Regions from separate parts of the Triticum aestivum genome. Here region 2 is linked to region 1. A link is a contact called in public Hi-C data. All regions are on one chromosome and are shown on one strand. Each heading gives the region's core, a stretch centred on a gene start, on an enhancer-like site or on the middle of the called end of the contact. The rest is flanking DNA. Distances are from core to core; before and after follow the strand shown. Region 1 holds the start of LOC123113831 (squalene synthase 1). Region 2 holds the start of LOC123113832 (protochlorophyllide-dependent translocon component 52, chloroplastic).

Region 1 (7,952 bases), core at 3,642-6,141:
CCGAATTTTCAATCTTGCCTTCCACGCAAAGGAGAGTCTCATCCGGACACGGGACGAAGTCTTCAATCTTGTATCTTCATAGTCCAACAGTCCGGCCAAAGTATATAGCCCGGCTGTCGGAGGACCCCCTAATCCAGGACTCCCTCACCCCCTGCCCCCGGTCCTCCCGCAGCTCGCGGGGCAGCCGAAGGGGAAGTTGAGCCTCGTCGTGGAGGCGCAATGCCTGAATGTCGTATGCCCATGTTGCATGCGCCGCACACTGGTAGGAGCTGATCCAGATGCAACGATGGGCTTCCTGGTCCATGATATCGGTCCCCAACGATCGCTACAGCACGTCGTGGTACCTCCTCTACGGTGCTGACACTGGTGGCAGGTCGGGGAACCGGGAGGAGGACGTGGCGCCGTGAGAGGATTCACTGCGACCTCGGGCTCGAGATCGCTGCACGTGGCGGCGTGAATCCGCGCTTCTAATCGTCATCTGGATCTGGCCATTTGGGCGGCGGGGCGGTGCCAGAGTGGACGCAGGGCGTGCCGGCGAGGATGCGGGGTGCAATTTAGGGTTGCGGAATGGATTGGGCGGCACCGGAATGGAATGAGGCCGAGCGGTGGGGAGAGAGCTAGATTTTACTCGCCGAATGGGCGACTGAGTAAATATAAGGGTTGGGGCCGACAATATAAATTTTAATCCTTTAAGGTCGATAAGGGATCAGCTAGGTGCAATTTAGCTATTTAAAACCGTGTTTTACTCCTCTACTGTTTTTCAAGGGATCGGTTTGAGATGTTCTAAGAGTCACTTGTAGTATTCTACTTGCTTCCAACAAATTTTTGCCTGACATTTCTTATATATTAGACTCATCATGCTTTCATTTTCAGGGGCTAGCTTATCATCTTCGGTCAAGCTGAGAAGTTGACCACTTTGGTTGTGCTTTAATGCAGACAGCGACGAACCAATGAGTTTGCTTACAAGGTACTCCTACCGCTGATAAGCCTATTTTTCAAGTACGTGAAAGATAGTGACAGCTTCAATAGTCATTCTTGTAACTTTAAGAGGGACGTGTGCTGCAGATGTACACGTTCACTATGCTTGTGTCTATAATACAAATAAGTACAAACAAGTCAAAAGTGCTTAACGAATGGAATTCAATCAAAGACTGGACTGAAAACAGCTCGCGTTAAACTGAATTCAGAGGACGAAACACCCCAAAATGTGGAAAAAGAATATTGTCCTAGCAAATCAAATTAAGGCGAACCAATCACAGCACATCGATCACCCGGCCACACATCCCAGCCGTTGTACGGTACTTGGAGGTGGTACAATCGGCGTGGTGTCCAACCAATTTGAACTGTGGCAGATGGGGTGCTTTATTGTCGGCATTAACTTTGTTGCAAAGTCTAATGAACTGATAGCAGATGAGGAGGACGACAAGGACATGTGTTCAACCTCCGCTGCCACACCTCTCCACGTATGGGCATCTTCAACGTATTTGATGCATCGGGGCAATTGGTGCTACCGGTGCACCAGACCCTGTTGCACACTAAAAAATGTTTGAAAAAATCTGGAAAAAATTAGTGCATTGACACAACCTCAATGTATGTTGTAAAAAAATCAAATTAAAATTCGAAACATTGCACGAGATATAAAAATAACAAATTTGACATTAATGTGCTAATGGGCCAAAACTGAAGCCCAACTTGTGTTATGTACTATTCAGTGTCAAATTTGTCATTTTTGTATCTCGAGCAGTGTTTCAAATTTTGTGACAATATACATTGATGTTGTGTCATCGCACTAATTTTTTTCAGATTTTTTTGAACATTTTTTAATGTGCAAGGAGGACTGGTGCACCGGTAGCACCAATTGCTCTGGTGCACCAGATACATCCCCATTCAACCCCAACCCCTAAAACGGATACAATATTTATTCATGAACTTTTCTAGACCAGTCTCACCATCCAACCATGTCCCATGAATGTCTGATAATATTTTTAAGCCTGCAACATTTATAAGATTCATCCATACAATATTTTGATGCTTTTTCATACAAAAATCACTTCGTCTGTTTCAAAATATAAGGTGTATTAGTTTGTTAAGGTCAAACATTTTAAGTTTGACCAAATTTATAGAGAAATATATCAATATCCATAATATCAAACCAGTATCATTAGATTTATCATGAAATAAATTTCCATATTTTACGTATTTGGTATTGTGGATGTCGATATTTTTGGCTTTGAAATTGATCAAAGTTAAAGAAATTTGACTTTACAAAAAATAATACGCCTTATATTTTGGAACCAATGGAGTATTTGGTTTGGCAAGTTGGGGAGATGATGGAGTGTTTTTTTTATTTTTATTCATAATGCAGTGTTTTGGTGGGCCTTTTCGCGGTGTGAATCTGAGTTATTTGTTAATCAACCCATAATTATGTGGGAAAATTTTCTAGGTCGGTGGCCACATGTATTACGTTGATGCTACAGTATACATGTTGGTGCTTCTTTTTCTAGTGGTGAGAGGATGCACGGAATTGATATGTTTTTATATGTCGATTGCTGCCGATTGATTTGAAAAATCGTTGACCCGATCAAAATTGTGAACCAAAATTAAAATTAATCCAATGGGAGAGCTCCAAAACTAGGGAGCATAATGAATTAAAAGAATTAAATGAGAGAGCTCCTTGAGAAATTGTTAACCCGGTCAAAATCGGGTGACCCAATTTTATTGATGGTGAGGCCTTAAAAATTAGAGAGCATAGTGCATTTATAGATAACATGTAAATATTTCTAGTACAACAATAAAATTCTGAGATAACCGGATGGTCAACGAGTTGGTCATCGATTCCAAATTCATCGGTACTAGAGTTAGAATCGGCATATGGCGTCCCACACATGGTGCCCCTTGAGCTTCATTCAAAATGAATGACACTCCCTCGGTCATGTTGTACATCACGACCGTCCATGCAAACTACTCCCTCCATTCCTAAATATAAGTATTTTTTGAGATTCCACTATAAACTACATGCGGATGTATATAGACATATTTTAGAGTGTAGATTCACTCATTTTCCTTCGTATGTAGTCCATAGTGGAATCTCTAAAAAGACATATATTTAGGAACGGAGGGAGTATATAACATTATAGTAATATTGCGATCTCGATGGTTGACGAGCCCAATGTTCATATTATCTCCACTCGGTGAATCGCGCTGCAAAACTTCATGACGGAGTTGTAGATGATATATCATCAATGTGATATCGAGTTCACATTGCGTTCATGGATGACATGCACATCGTAGGGCGCAAAATTATTTTGCTCATGAAACGAAGCATGCACATGCTGCCAAAAGGTCAAGCTCCTTTGACTCATGCCTACAAAGTACAAAGTTACGGTTGTTTATATTTTTGAGCATGAAATTCATTGATACAAAAGTCACCTTTTGGATGTGATGGGACTCCGGTGAGACCATATTCTTTCCTTGAAAAAACCAGTGAAAAAAGTAAGTAAAAATTGTTTCAAGACACTTTTGGTTATGAAACTTTTTTTTTTGAAAGGTGGTTATGAAACATTTTAATCCATGAGCTTGTGAGGAATGCAAGTTTGTCATCGGTACAGGTTTGGCCCTGTCCGAATCACACGTTCTCTCCGTAAAACTTGTGAAGGGACAAGAATTTAGAAAGGTCGGGTCGTTTGGGTGTTCCTCTTGGGTCGGTGGCGCAAACATGACGGTGTAAACAAGCAGGCGATAATCCTAACAACGACTAAAAAGGAAAAATATCCTGCCCTAAAAAAGATTATCTTATAGCAAGCTAATTAAGGCAAACCGAGTTATTTTATAGGAGGTCAAACGCGCAAACATAGCGATCCCCTTGAAGATCATCCCAGCGAAGCTAATCTATCTTCTTCTTTTTTTTTAGTACTCCCAGCAAGCTAATCTTCGCCAAGGAAAAAAAAATCAAGGCATATCGACCGTTCATCCATCTGTCGCCTGGTCGGATAGGTCGCTTCTTCCAGCAGTCCAACTGTCCAAGCAACGAACTGGTTGTAGGTTGGCAGGTACTCCCTCCGTTTGAAAATACTTGTCATTTTAGTGACAAGTATTTTCGGACGGAGGAAGTATGAGATACCATGTGGCGTACGGGCTGTGCCTCGCCGAGTCGCTATGGGATGCAGGTAGACGGTAGGCCGGTCAGCCATAGTGAATGCGTGGAGAGGTTTATTTGGTGGGTTCGGTCTGTTGGAGCTCGACTTGGCAGACATCCGGGCTTTTTGCAAGCCATTTTTAGTTATGAAACATTTTAATCCACGAGATTGTAAGCAATGCAAGCTCGTTATGTTCTTCCTTTTTGCGAGATAAGTTTGTTTCACCCGTAAAAAAAATGATAAGTTTGTTCTGGTTCAATCACTTTGGCCCTGTCCGAATCACACGTTTTCTCCGCAGAACCTCTGAACCCACAGGAATTCACACAGACGAGGCCGTTTGGGTGTTTCTCTTGGGTCGGTCCAACGCCGCAACGCGCAAACAGCACGCCGTACTCATCAGGCGGAAGATTATCCTAGCACCGACTACTAAAAAAGGATTATCATCCTGCCCCAAAAAGAAGATTATCCTGGCAAGGACACGCTATCTTTTCAGTTTTGTCATGTCGGTTCTTACGTGACTTGTACTTTGTTCTTTATGATATGAATGAGATACGTATTACCATGGAAAAAAAATCGGTCGCTGGTCGGCCGCGCTGACCGGATGCGATCAACGGGCTCGACAAATCTCCTCTCCGGTGCGGTGCGACGCCGTCCTCCCCCGGGTCGCTCCAAGTGGATTGCATCCCGAGTCCCGGGTCCATCCAGCCAGTAGGACCAGGCGTAGTAGTATAACTCCAGTGGGTCCCATCACGACGTGGGGGCTGCGGGCGCCTCCACCCGGCCAGATCCGCCGCCAGCCGCCGGCTCACTGACGCCGCGGGCCCGCCCTCCCCTGCTCCCCTCTGCGCCACGCCACCCGTGTGCGGGCAAGTCACCTCGCCTCACCACCGCGGAGGAGCTGGGGGTTAGCGGGCCGCGGGATAAATAGAGGACCGGGCACCCCGGCCGGCGGCGACAACCGCACCGCACCGCGCCCACACACGCCACGCAGCGCCTCGGTACCATCGCGTTCCTGCTCGTAGCTTCGTGTCCCGTCCCACCCCCGGCGGCCCGCAGGATCCGTCCGGCTGCGGTGATTTGATTTGATTTGTGATTTCGGTTCGTGCGGCGGCGATGGGGATGCTGTCGCGGCCGGAGGAGGTGCCGGCGCTGCTCAGGCTCAAGCTGGCGGCGGGGCGGATCAGGCGCCAGATCCCGCCGCAGGAGCACTGGGCCTTCGCCTACGACATGCTGCAGCGGGTCTCCCGCAGCTTCGCGCTCGTCATCCAGCAGCTAGGCCCCGAGCTCCGCAATGCCGTAAGCACGCAATTCCCGCTTCCCCTTCCCCTTCCCCTCCGGATCCCCTCCGATCCGAATCTCTGAAATCTCTGAAACATCTACGGCCGCTGATGTTGCTCTGGTTCTCACCCTGCAGGTCTGCGTCTTCTACCTCGTGCTCCGGGCCCTGGACACCGTCGGTCAGCACCCTTATTACCCCTGCTACTGCGCACTCTGTTTGTTTGAATTCATTTTGCCGCGTTTGATGGAATCTTCTGGGTCAAGTTCATCGCTGCCTTCCTTTTTAGTACTTGTACCAACCACTGTTTGCTCACTGCGATCAATATGTATAACTGCAGAGGACGACACCGCCATCCCTAACGAGGTCAAGCTGCCCATCCTTCGGGACTTCTACCGCCACATCTACAACCCGGACTGGCTCTTTTCATGTATGCATCCGATCTCTCCCCCTCTCCTTAACAAAAAGCTGTCCTTGTGCTCAACTCAACTGTGCTCTTCTTCTTGTTCATCTAATCATGTGTGTACTTTGGCCTTCAGGTGGAGCAAACGACTACAGAGTGCTCATGGATAATTTTAGGCAAGTCTCCACGGCTTTCCTGGAGCTAGGCGAAGGGTAATGATTCCTGTTCCTCAGCTTCCTAGTTCCCAGTGTGCGGTTGAAAACTTGCGCCTTCGTTGTTGTTTTGTCAAAGTCCTCGGGGGACACATCGATCATTTAGTCAGCACTGACGACACTTTATGAAAGTAAACGCAAGACTTCTTTAAATATGGACCTTTTATTGACGATCATTAGTGAAATTGTCATGTCAGTCAGGTTTGTAAGGGTGAAGTGAAAAAAGAGGAAGTAAAATGCTTATAGTTACACTTACAGTAGAACCAGACAAAGAACTGAACAGTCGGATGTACTTGTATGCCCTGAAGGTTTTCTTTATTGTTCTCAGAATCATAAGCACTAGAGCTTATGCCAACTTTTTGCTTGTTTTGTGTCGAGTATTTCTTCCAGGTGGTATAAATGGCACACCCTCTCATGTTTTATTATCTGCATGCCATTTGTGCAGTGGCACTTTAATTTGTGAAGCCATGTATTTTGAGAAAACATTTTACTACACTAGACACGTTTTGCCATCTAGCAGATGTTTATATGCAAGAAAGCAAATGTTACATATTTACTGTCCGTTTTCAGAACCAGGCTATTAAAGTCATCGTAGTAGTATTTCACATGTTGCAAATGAAGCTTTCTTTTCCGCGTTTGCTTTTTCATCAGACACAGTTTGTCCATTAAGTGCAAGTAAGTTCTTTTGAAACCTGCAGAATATAATTATCATTCTTTTGTTTTCAGATACCAAAAGGCTATTGAAGAAATCACTAGGCGAATGGGAGAAGGAATGGCTAAATTTATATGCACGGAGGTCTGTTAATCTAGATCACCCAATATATACAAGTTTTTTTTTTCTTGCAGTCAAGTTCATCAGTGCTTTCCTTTACGTAATGTTTGGTCACTATCAAATTTCTATTATTGGTTGTCATAGCAATCTGTTAATGTTTGGTTACTCTACATAAGGAAGATGATTGGGAGCATTGTGGCATAGATAAATGTAGCTGTCACATTAATAATGACAAACACTTTGCCATGACTTTCTGATGTACCACAAGAACTTTGATACAACCAAACTTTCCCTTGGTGACTTGTGGTCAACAGAAAATATGCCACATGATTATCTCGATCTGGACATTATGACTAAATAGCTATTTGATATCATATTTTCTTTGGGTGTTGAGATCTGTGAATAGAAGTGATACATGTTTAACTTGCTTCTGGTTATTAATTTATTTATTGAGTTTGATACTGTTATTTGTTTGAATTAATTTGGAACAACTTTATTTTGTAGGTTGAAACCATTGATGACTATGATGAGTACTGCCACTATGTAGCAGGGCTAGTAGGCTATGGACTTTCTAGGCTCTTTCATGCTACTGGCACAGAAGATCTGGCTCCGGATCATCTTTCAAATTCAATGGGTTTATTTCTACAGGTAGGTTTAGTGCAATCAAATTTCTGTACTTGAACTATCATGACAAAATAAGAATTTGTTTTTTTACATTTAACTCTGTAACTAATGTTTGGACTTCCACCTGCAGAAAACCAATATAATAAGGGATTATTTGGAGGACATAAATGAGATACCAAGGTGCCGTATGTTCTGGCCTCGGGAAATATGGAGTAAATATGTCGATAAACTTGAGGTACATCAACCCATCAACAAGGGAATTGCATATGAATCATATTGTAAAATTAATGCAAAAATAATTAAAATATTTGATTGAACAGTCAATAATGAAATCTAAATGTCCAATCCAATCCTTTCACCTTTGCTGAAAAGTCTACTCATCCCTTTATCACAACTTTTTTTGTTGAAGTAGCACCTGCAATTTTCTGCTCCACAATAATGCTTTTTTTGTTCTGGGATACAAATCAGGATTTAAAATATGAGGAAAATTCAGAAAAGGCCGTGCAGTGCTTGAATGATATGGTGACCA
Region 2 (7,952 bases), core at 3,841-6,340, 570 kb before region 1:
TTACACATTCAGGAGTTTTTGTTGAGGATAAGCCTTTCACATATCTGTATCAGGAAGGAGACAATGTGGCACTTATGGAGTATGCTTATTTCCCTGTTTTCTTGTCATTCCTTCATTAACATGCTGTTGTGTGACGCTGTCTATATTTTATTAATATCCATGTAGTAATGACTTCATCTGGAATCCTTTTTTTTTGTCAGGCCTAACACGTTTGAGCAACTCGAGGTTTCGAAGGAACTGTTTGGCAAAAACGCTGCATATCTGAAAGGTCCAAACAGTATTAGTTGACAACCAGAAGAACACCAATTGCTATCAATACTAGATTATAAGAACGTGATTGTGTTTTACCTTTGAATAGTTAGATGATTTGTTTACTTTTGGTCCTGTAGCTCTCATATATGCAAGTTAGTGCTGCTGTAGACATAATAATTACTTTTAAATGATCACAGTGGACAAAATTATCAATTCCGATTAATATAATGTGTGGGACACTTAAGTTTTACCTTACAAATAATTGTGATCTGTATATATGCCATGTATTAGCGGGCCTAAACATATCCGATACATGTGCATTTTTCGTAATTCGTTGGCAACAATAAAGACGTCAGCACATAAGAGGCTCACTCACTCCTGCACTGATAGTGTACATGACTCACTCGATATTGATATCTTCTGCTCATTGTCAAAATGGTTTTAAATGTATTTGATCTCATCGAAATAAAGACAATGGTTAAATTAAATTTTGATTGAGACCGTTTAACTCAAATTTCCAATATCATTTTTTTTTCAGATGAGATGAAGGTAACTCTACAATTCTTTGATGGCCGAGCGTTGTCTGGCTCAGTGCCTCCTCGTGTGACTTGCACTGTTGTTGAAGCACAGCCTAATGCAAAAGGCCTAACTGCTACACCTCAGTGAGTTCCACAGTGCCTCCTCATTTTGCCTGTAATCCTACCTCTTAGGAGGTTGTAACAAACTCTCTTCCTTTTCAGTATAATGAAACACAAAAGTCTTTTGCGTTTGCTCAAACAAAAAATCATATTACTTCCATCATCAAATTAATTATTATTTCTGCAGCATCTATTTATTATGTATTGATGAGTTTTTGGGTTATTCATTGTTCCAATACCTTTTATGGGTTGAATAGTAAGTCAAGTCCAAGTAGATACACCGGGTACTTCTCATATTTTGCGGCTCGAAATAAGCACCCTTGTCAAATGCTCAGCAATGAAGTTATGGTAATAGAGTAATATGTTCCATATTATTGGTGCATATATTGCTTGGAGTGAGCCTTAGTGTTCTAGTCATAATGTGATATTTTTGTCTGGAGTGAACATACCTGATGGATAATTATATGCCCGGAGAAGAAACTTGAAAGTTAATTGTGTACTCCCTCCGTTCCTAAATATAAATCTTCTTAGAGATTCCAATATGGACTACATACGGAGCAAAATGAGTGAATCTACATTCTAAAATACGTCTATATACATCCATATGTAGTCCGTAATGAATCTCTAAAAAGGCTTATATTTAGAAAATAGAAACGGAGGGAGCAGTTATGAGTTACATGCAGCAGAACTATAACAACAGATTAGCTAGTTTCATAACAAAAATCCCTGCAAAAGCAGTAAACAGTAGTTCACGCACTATGGAATTGTATCCATGCACATGCGCATTGCAGATTCCCCTTTGATCAGCTTCATCATCTCTTATCATCAATTGTTTGAGGCCTGGTGTTATGCGGTAACTAAACTTGTGTTTGTACTAAATGCAGATATAAGAGGGTCTTGCTGGATAATGGCCTTACAGTGCTTGTAAGTTGATGGGTACCATTTCGTAGAGTATATTTACATAGACCTTTGTGGAATGGTGTATGGAAAAGCCATATTTTTTTTATTCATTAATTGTTTTGCAATCTCTTAATTATCAATATTAAAATTAGAAACCAAGAAATTTGATAGTCCTGCAGCTTGAAGTATTTCTCACTTGCATCAACTTTTTGCCAATTGCAGGCCCCGCCTTTTGTTGAAGTGGGTGAGAACATCGTTGTTAGTACTGTGGATGATTCATATATGACTAGGTAAGTTGATGGAAGTCTTAATTACCCAGAAAGCTGTATTGTTCTGAACATGAATGCTGCGGGTCGTCTGTACTTTGATAGCTAATTTCTTTGTAAAAATTCACTGGAACTGTTTTCCATTTCAGGGCCTAAGGGTGGTGTCATATGGTGCTTTGTTCTCCGAAATGGGGTTCGACTTGTACTCACCTTAGATAAGTTTGCTAGGCCATAGACATAATTCTGAATCCGCCTCCTCAAAAAGGGCATCCAGTTTTACCAGGAATTCAGTAACCAACAACACAATTTTTCTTATAGATATGTTTTGGGGAAGCGATGTACACACTGACATTAAGATGTATTGCCCTTTTATAACTTGGTAGTTTTGTGAAGTGAAATAATACCTGGATGTGCTTTTGAAAACACCAATCATATATCAATAAGAAGTTATATTGTTGTTCCTTGTATGGTTTTGCGGCAACAAGTTTCTTGATTTGCCTGGTAATAGCACCTGGTACTTGATACAAAATTCTTAATTTCCTTTTGTCACCCATTTAGCATTTATGTACTGGATTTGAGTGAAAATCGGAAACCGGTTTTGGTTTGAAGAGAAAAAACTAGGTGCTTTTATATACAGCTACTATCGGTATCAAACAAAGCAATGTGCTTCATGTACACTTTCTAAAGCTGCATCAAGTCAGGAGCTACAAAACCCTAGCAACGGAAGGCGCAGGATTATGGCCTTCACTTGTAGGCATGGACGTAATCCTGGAAATAGAAGTTCTTCTCGATGAAGCTCGCGAGCCAGCGGGACGCGGCGAAGCACAGCACGGCCAAGGACACGACGGCGGCTCTCTGCACGACCGACGTCACCAGCGTCCCCTTGGCGACGGCGAGGAACCCGACGACCGCCACCGAAGCGACCTGCAGGGCGACCTCCAGCGCCTTCATGGTCTTCAGCGCGGCGCTGCAGCTCCTGCACTGCGCAACGTGCGACCAGTACCTGTGGACGCCATCGCAAAATTCGTTCAGATGGGGTTCACTGAATCCTCAGGTATTCAGGTTTGGCATGGAGAAGAGTTAGAATGTTGCATTATTTGTACCTCTCCATGAGCTTGTCTTTGGTTGGAGTCTCTGGTAGCTGGCCGATTGTTGGGGCGGCCCAGCCGACCTGACTCTTGCAGTGCTTTCTGAACCAGTTCCTGAAGGCGATCACCATGTTGTCCGATGACGTCGGCACATACACGGCTTTCTGCCAGTTTTCGACGCCCGCCGCGGCGAAGTTGCGCTCCTGAAATGAGGGAAGAACAGCGGGTTTGCTTGCTGACTGAGCTCCATATCCTGGACAAGGCTCTGAAATTCAGAATCACTGAGCTTGAGCTGAAGAATCATCACCTCGATATGGAGGAGGTAGATGTCTGAGTCCAGGATGGCGTTCTGGCCGATGTGGTAGTACCACCGCGGTATGACCTTGTCGAGCCAGACGCCGACGTTCCTCGGGAACGCCCAGATCACCCTGCTTTTCCCTGGAGACACCGGGACGCACATGAACACCAGCATGAACTGAGGCGGCGGCTTCTTCTTCTCCTGCACAAACCAAAAGAACGAACTGTCAACTTCTGAACAACCCCTGTTTGTTCTCCTCTGAGGTGCTGCAAGTTTTGCTTGCACCGGCAACAATGATGGAAAATGTGTCTGCCCAATCAATCGATTCATACCTCTCCCTTTTCCTCTTTGGGGAGGGGCGAGCCGTAGAAGGTGCATGGCGCGACATACCGGAAGTAGCCGCTATTGTCCTGCTCCGACAGGAAGCCGGCGATATTCGCCTCCTCTATCTTCATCTTCACTGGCCCGCCGCCTTCGACGTCGAACTCAACTGTGAAGAGAAGAACAACAACTGAATCAACACACCCATTCAGTGACAGTGTGAACTGATGAACTCGGCCGTGTCGGTCATGTCAGGGCAGGGGCTTATCTTCCGGGGTCTTCCTTCTTGCGAAGCTTGCCCATCAGCCCCTTGTGCGCGTAGGGGACGTGTGCAGGGTCCATGAGGTTCTCCACCAACACATCGTACCTACAAGGGTATCAAGTGAGCTGTGAGATTCTGCAATGGAGGGAGGCTGCCGCATGTATCGAGGTTGAGGATGTGTACCCGTAGGGGAGGTCCCTGACGCCGTAGACGGTGACGAAGGAGGGGTCGTCGATCTCCGGGATGAATGGCGGGCGCTTCCTCTGCAGAATGTCCTGGTGCTCCTCGTCGGCCCTCGGGTAGAACCACAGGATGTTGTTCTGCACCACGCTCGGGTACGACGCCACGCACGCCTTGCTGTTCTTGTGCACCTGCACCGCGCAATCCATTTCCATTTTGGTTTTCTGATCGATCGAGGGAGAAAGAAAGAAAGAGAGGGGATTAATGGTGATTACAGGGGGGCCGAGGGCGGGGGCCTGGGGGATGAACTGGCAGGAGCCGCGGCCGTCGAAGCACCAGCCGTGGTAGACGCACTGGAGGCGGCCCTTGTCGTCGATGCGGCCCTCGGAGAGCGGCGCCAGGCGGTGCGGGCAGGCGTCGTCGAACACGCGCCACTCGTCGACGGCGCGGTCGTACCAGGCCACCACGCGGAGGCCCAGCACCGTCTTGCCGTGCGGCGCGCCGGGGTCCAGGTCGCACACCGGGGCCAGCGGGTACCACTGGTCCAGCCACTCGAACTGCCCCTCCTCCTTCTCCTTCTCCTTCTCCTCGCCACCGAACGGCGACGGCGCCGAGGGCGCCTCCGCCGCCACGGCCGACACCGGCGACGACAGCCGCGCGCGCTGCCGCCACCGTCGCGGGGCCGGTGCCGCCGCTCTGGCGCTGCTGATGGCCGGGGCGGCGGCGCGGAGCGGGAGCGGGAGCGAAGGGCGCGCGCGGGGGACGAGGAGGGAGAGGGGATCCATGGCGCGTCGATTGATCCCGCGGCGGCCAACGGCAGTGGAAGAACCTGTGGCTGTGTGGAGTGCGCGCGGGAGCGCGGCTGCGGCTGCGGCTGCGGTTCGCCGGTACGACTTATCGCCACGTCTCTACCTGGCAGGTGCAGAACGCGTGGAGTGCGTTCCGAGGCAAATGGAACAGTGAAACCAAACAACCAATCCAAAATTATACTACTATACTAGTTTTACCTGGGCATACCTCGGACCGGGCCGGACTAAAAAAAAGCCCGGTGTTGAAAACCCAGGCTCGAGCCCGGCCCGGCCTGGCCGTCGGGCCTACTAAATCAGGCCCGAGCCCGTAAAAGCCCGGCACGGCCTGGCTATGGCTAAAATCATGTTTTGCGCAAGCCCGAGCCCGGCCTGACCTGCCCAGCTGGCTCAATTTTCAGGCCCGATGGCATGCTCGGGCTCAGCTCGGCTCGGGATTTTCGGGCCGGATCGGGTCAGGCCGTCTGGGCCGGGCTGCCCATGGCCACGTATACTACTAGGGCGCATTTGGTAGGCTGCATAGCCCAACCAGGCCCGTGCAGGATGAAAATGGACCGTTTGGTTGCCTGCAGGTCGACCTGACTCGCATCTGCACGGAACTTAAAGCACCCCAGAGCCTGGCTCGCTGGGAACGCTCGAATTTGCCGTTTCCAGCGAGCCAGGCTAAGTGGGGTGAAAAACGAAGACGCGACGTCGGGCGTGGTGCAAGGGGGATGCGGGCGGAGATGGCGGGAGGGGAAAATCAGCCGAGGTGGGGGTGGCGCCAAATATACCCTCACCACCCCATTTACTCACTCACCTCTAGTTGTAGGACAAGCCCTCCTTTGTTGTTGGCACCGGTGGCGGCGACGACTCAGATCTGCGGCTGCGACACTCCCCTGCATCGGCAAGAGGCGGCAGGAGCACTCCCCGGCAGCGACAGCTGCTTCTCCCTTTCTTCTTCGACTCCGTCCAGCCATCCTCCTCTCTGCCATGTCTCCCCCCACCTCGAAGCTGGTAAGCTACCCCCTCCCTCTCTGCTTGGCCACGAGATGCCTCAAAGAATAACATAGTATCATCAGCGAACAACACGTGTGAAAAACTAGGTGCTCTATGCATACCTTGAGAGGAGTGATATCGCCCACTGAGACATTGTGTGTGAGAACTACAAATAAGTCGTCCGCCGCAAACAGAAACAAAAATAGAGAGAGAGAGAGAGGGTCTCCTTGCCGAAGACCATGCGACGGTGGAAAATAATCCAAGAGGGACCCGTTTAATTTGACGAAAAACCTCATTTACGTGACACAAGACATTATCCAGTCCACCAACTAGCGAGAGATACCCAACTTTTGCATCACCTGCTCCAAGAACACCCAATCTACTCTATTATAAGCTTTTGATAGATCAAGCTTGTAAGCACAGAAGCTCTGGGTAGGACCTTTTCCTGTTTAATATAGTGAATGCATTCAAGCTCTACAAGAGTATTGTCCATGATCATCCTCCCCGGAATAAAAGCACTTTGCTATAGAGAGATGAAATCATCCAACAATGGTCATATCCTATTAACAATGCATTTGGAAACCACTTTTATAAATGACATTGCATAAAATTATTGGCCTATAATCACACAATGTAAACGGGGTTAGGGATTTTTGGAATGAGAACTATAGAGGTAGAATTTACCCCTTTCGACATAAGTCTTATTCTGAAGAAAATCCTTAATAGAGCAAATAACACGTCCTTGAGTGTACCCCAATTACGTTGAAAGAATGTCATAAAAACCATCTTGACTAGGAGCCTTGAAATGATCAATCTAGAAAAGGGCATTTGATATTTCTTTATCTGTAAACTATGCACATAGTCTCTCATTAATCGCTGATTTCACTCTAGCCTCCAAACGATCAAGAATTGGTGTCGTGTTCAGGGATGGATCAACAACATAAATGTTATGAAAAATAATCATTTGCAAAGCTAGCCATCCCATCAAAATCAGAATGCACAATATCAATGCTATCTGTAAGCTCCCTTCTTTTATTCTTCCGGGCTTTCCAAATCGCCTTACTCTGAAAATATTTAGTGTTTCTATCGCGCTCCTTAAGCCATGTGATCCTTAATCTTTGCATCCACATCATCTCCTCCTGATAAATCAACTCATTCATTTTGTCCATGATTCTCCTAATATCCTCTCTGTCGGCCTTCATGTTCATAAGCTCCTCGAGCTGGGACCTAGACTTGGGCCCAGTTCTTTTGCCAGAATCTGGGGACTCTCCTAGAATCTGACCCCTACCCAGCTTCTCCCAGAATCTCCGAGCCTCATTTGTTTTACAATCCTATATAGTTAGGACCTAATTAGATAGGATTGTAAAACAAATGGGGTTGAAAGATTTTGGGAGAAGCTGGGTAGGGGTCGGATTCTGGCAAAAGAACTGCTCCTTGGCTAATTCTCTAGCCACGTTACCAAACTTCTTACTGCTCCACGCCCTAGAGTTGCCATGGTCTTGCTAAAGAGCTTCCTAGAGCTTGTCCAGATTATCAACATCACCAACAGACTCCCATGCATCTTGATTACTTATGGAAGTGAGGACTCACGTTCCCAAAATGCCTCGTATCTCCTAACTTTTGGGCCAACCTGACCGGCATCAGGCTCTCCTTTCAATACCAAGGCAGTATGGTCAGAACAAGGAGACACAACATGCTGCACTTGATAGAACGGGAAAATACCGTGCCATGCATTAGTAATCGTCGCCCTGTCCAAATGTACTTTAACATTACCAGCAGCAGCCCTTGAAGCCCAAATCAACAAGTTCACAAACTTCAAGCGTGTCCTGAAAAGCAACCATTTGTGGTTCCGGTCTAGGGTATTGGATAGATGCTCAAGTCCCATAGAGCTTCGTTAAAAAACCACCAATAACAAGCCACAACCGGTCATTGACATTCTTCAGTCCCCGGAGCTTAGTCCACA

What was found. A called contact is a pair of places that touch in the nucleus more often than the background predicts.
Region 2: a Hi-C map of leaf shows a contact between it and region 1, with 3 times the contacts expected there. The contact joins the promoter of LOC123113832 here to the promoter of LOC123113831 in region 1. A contact is called at or near these places in 2 of 5 Hi-C or Micro-C datasets (both in leaf).

What each region holds. Positions count from the first base shown.
Region 1 is chr5B:639,364,328-639,372,279 of IWGSC CS RefSeq v2.1, reverse strand. It overlaps LOC123113831 (squalene synthase 1), which reads left to right and starts at 4,891. Exons shown (of 13, transcript XM_044535143.1): 1 at 4,891-5,432; 2 at 5,551-5,593; 3 at 5,753-5,842; 4 at 5,952-6,027; 5 at 6,754-6,823; 6 at 7,304-7,447; 7 at 7,554-7,658; 8 at 7,892-7,952. The coding sequence starts at 5,250.
Region 2 is chr5B:639,938,228-639,946,179 of IWGSC CS RefSeq v2.1, reverse strand. LOC123113832 (protochlorophyllide-dependent translocon component 52, chloroplastic) reads right to left here and starts at 5,090. Exons shown (of 7, transcript XM_044535145.1): 1 at 4,481-5,090; 2 at 4,209-4,396; 3 at 4,032-4,130; 4 at 3,775-3,934; 5 at 3,452-3,643; 6 at 3,160-3,347; 7 at 2,630-3,059. The coding sequence starts at 4,990. The coding sequence ends at 2,801. LOC123113833 (elongation factor P) reads left to right here. Exons shown (of 11, transcript XM_044535146.1): 6 at 13-79; 7 at 201-268; 8 at 791-914; 9 at 1,775-1,814; 10 at 2,013-2,080; 11 at 2,206-2,519. The coding sequence ends at 2,212.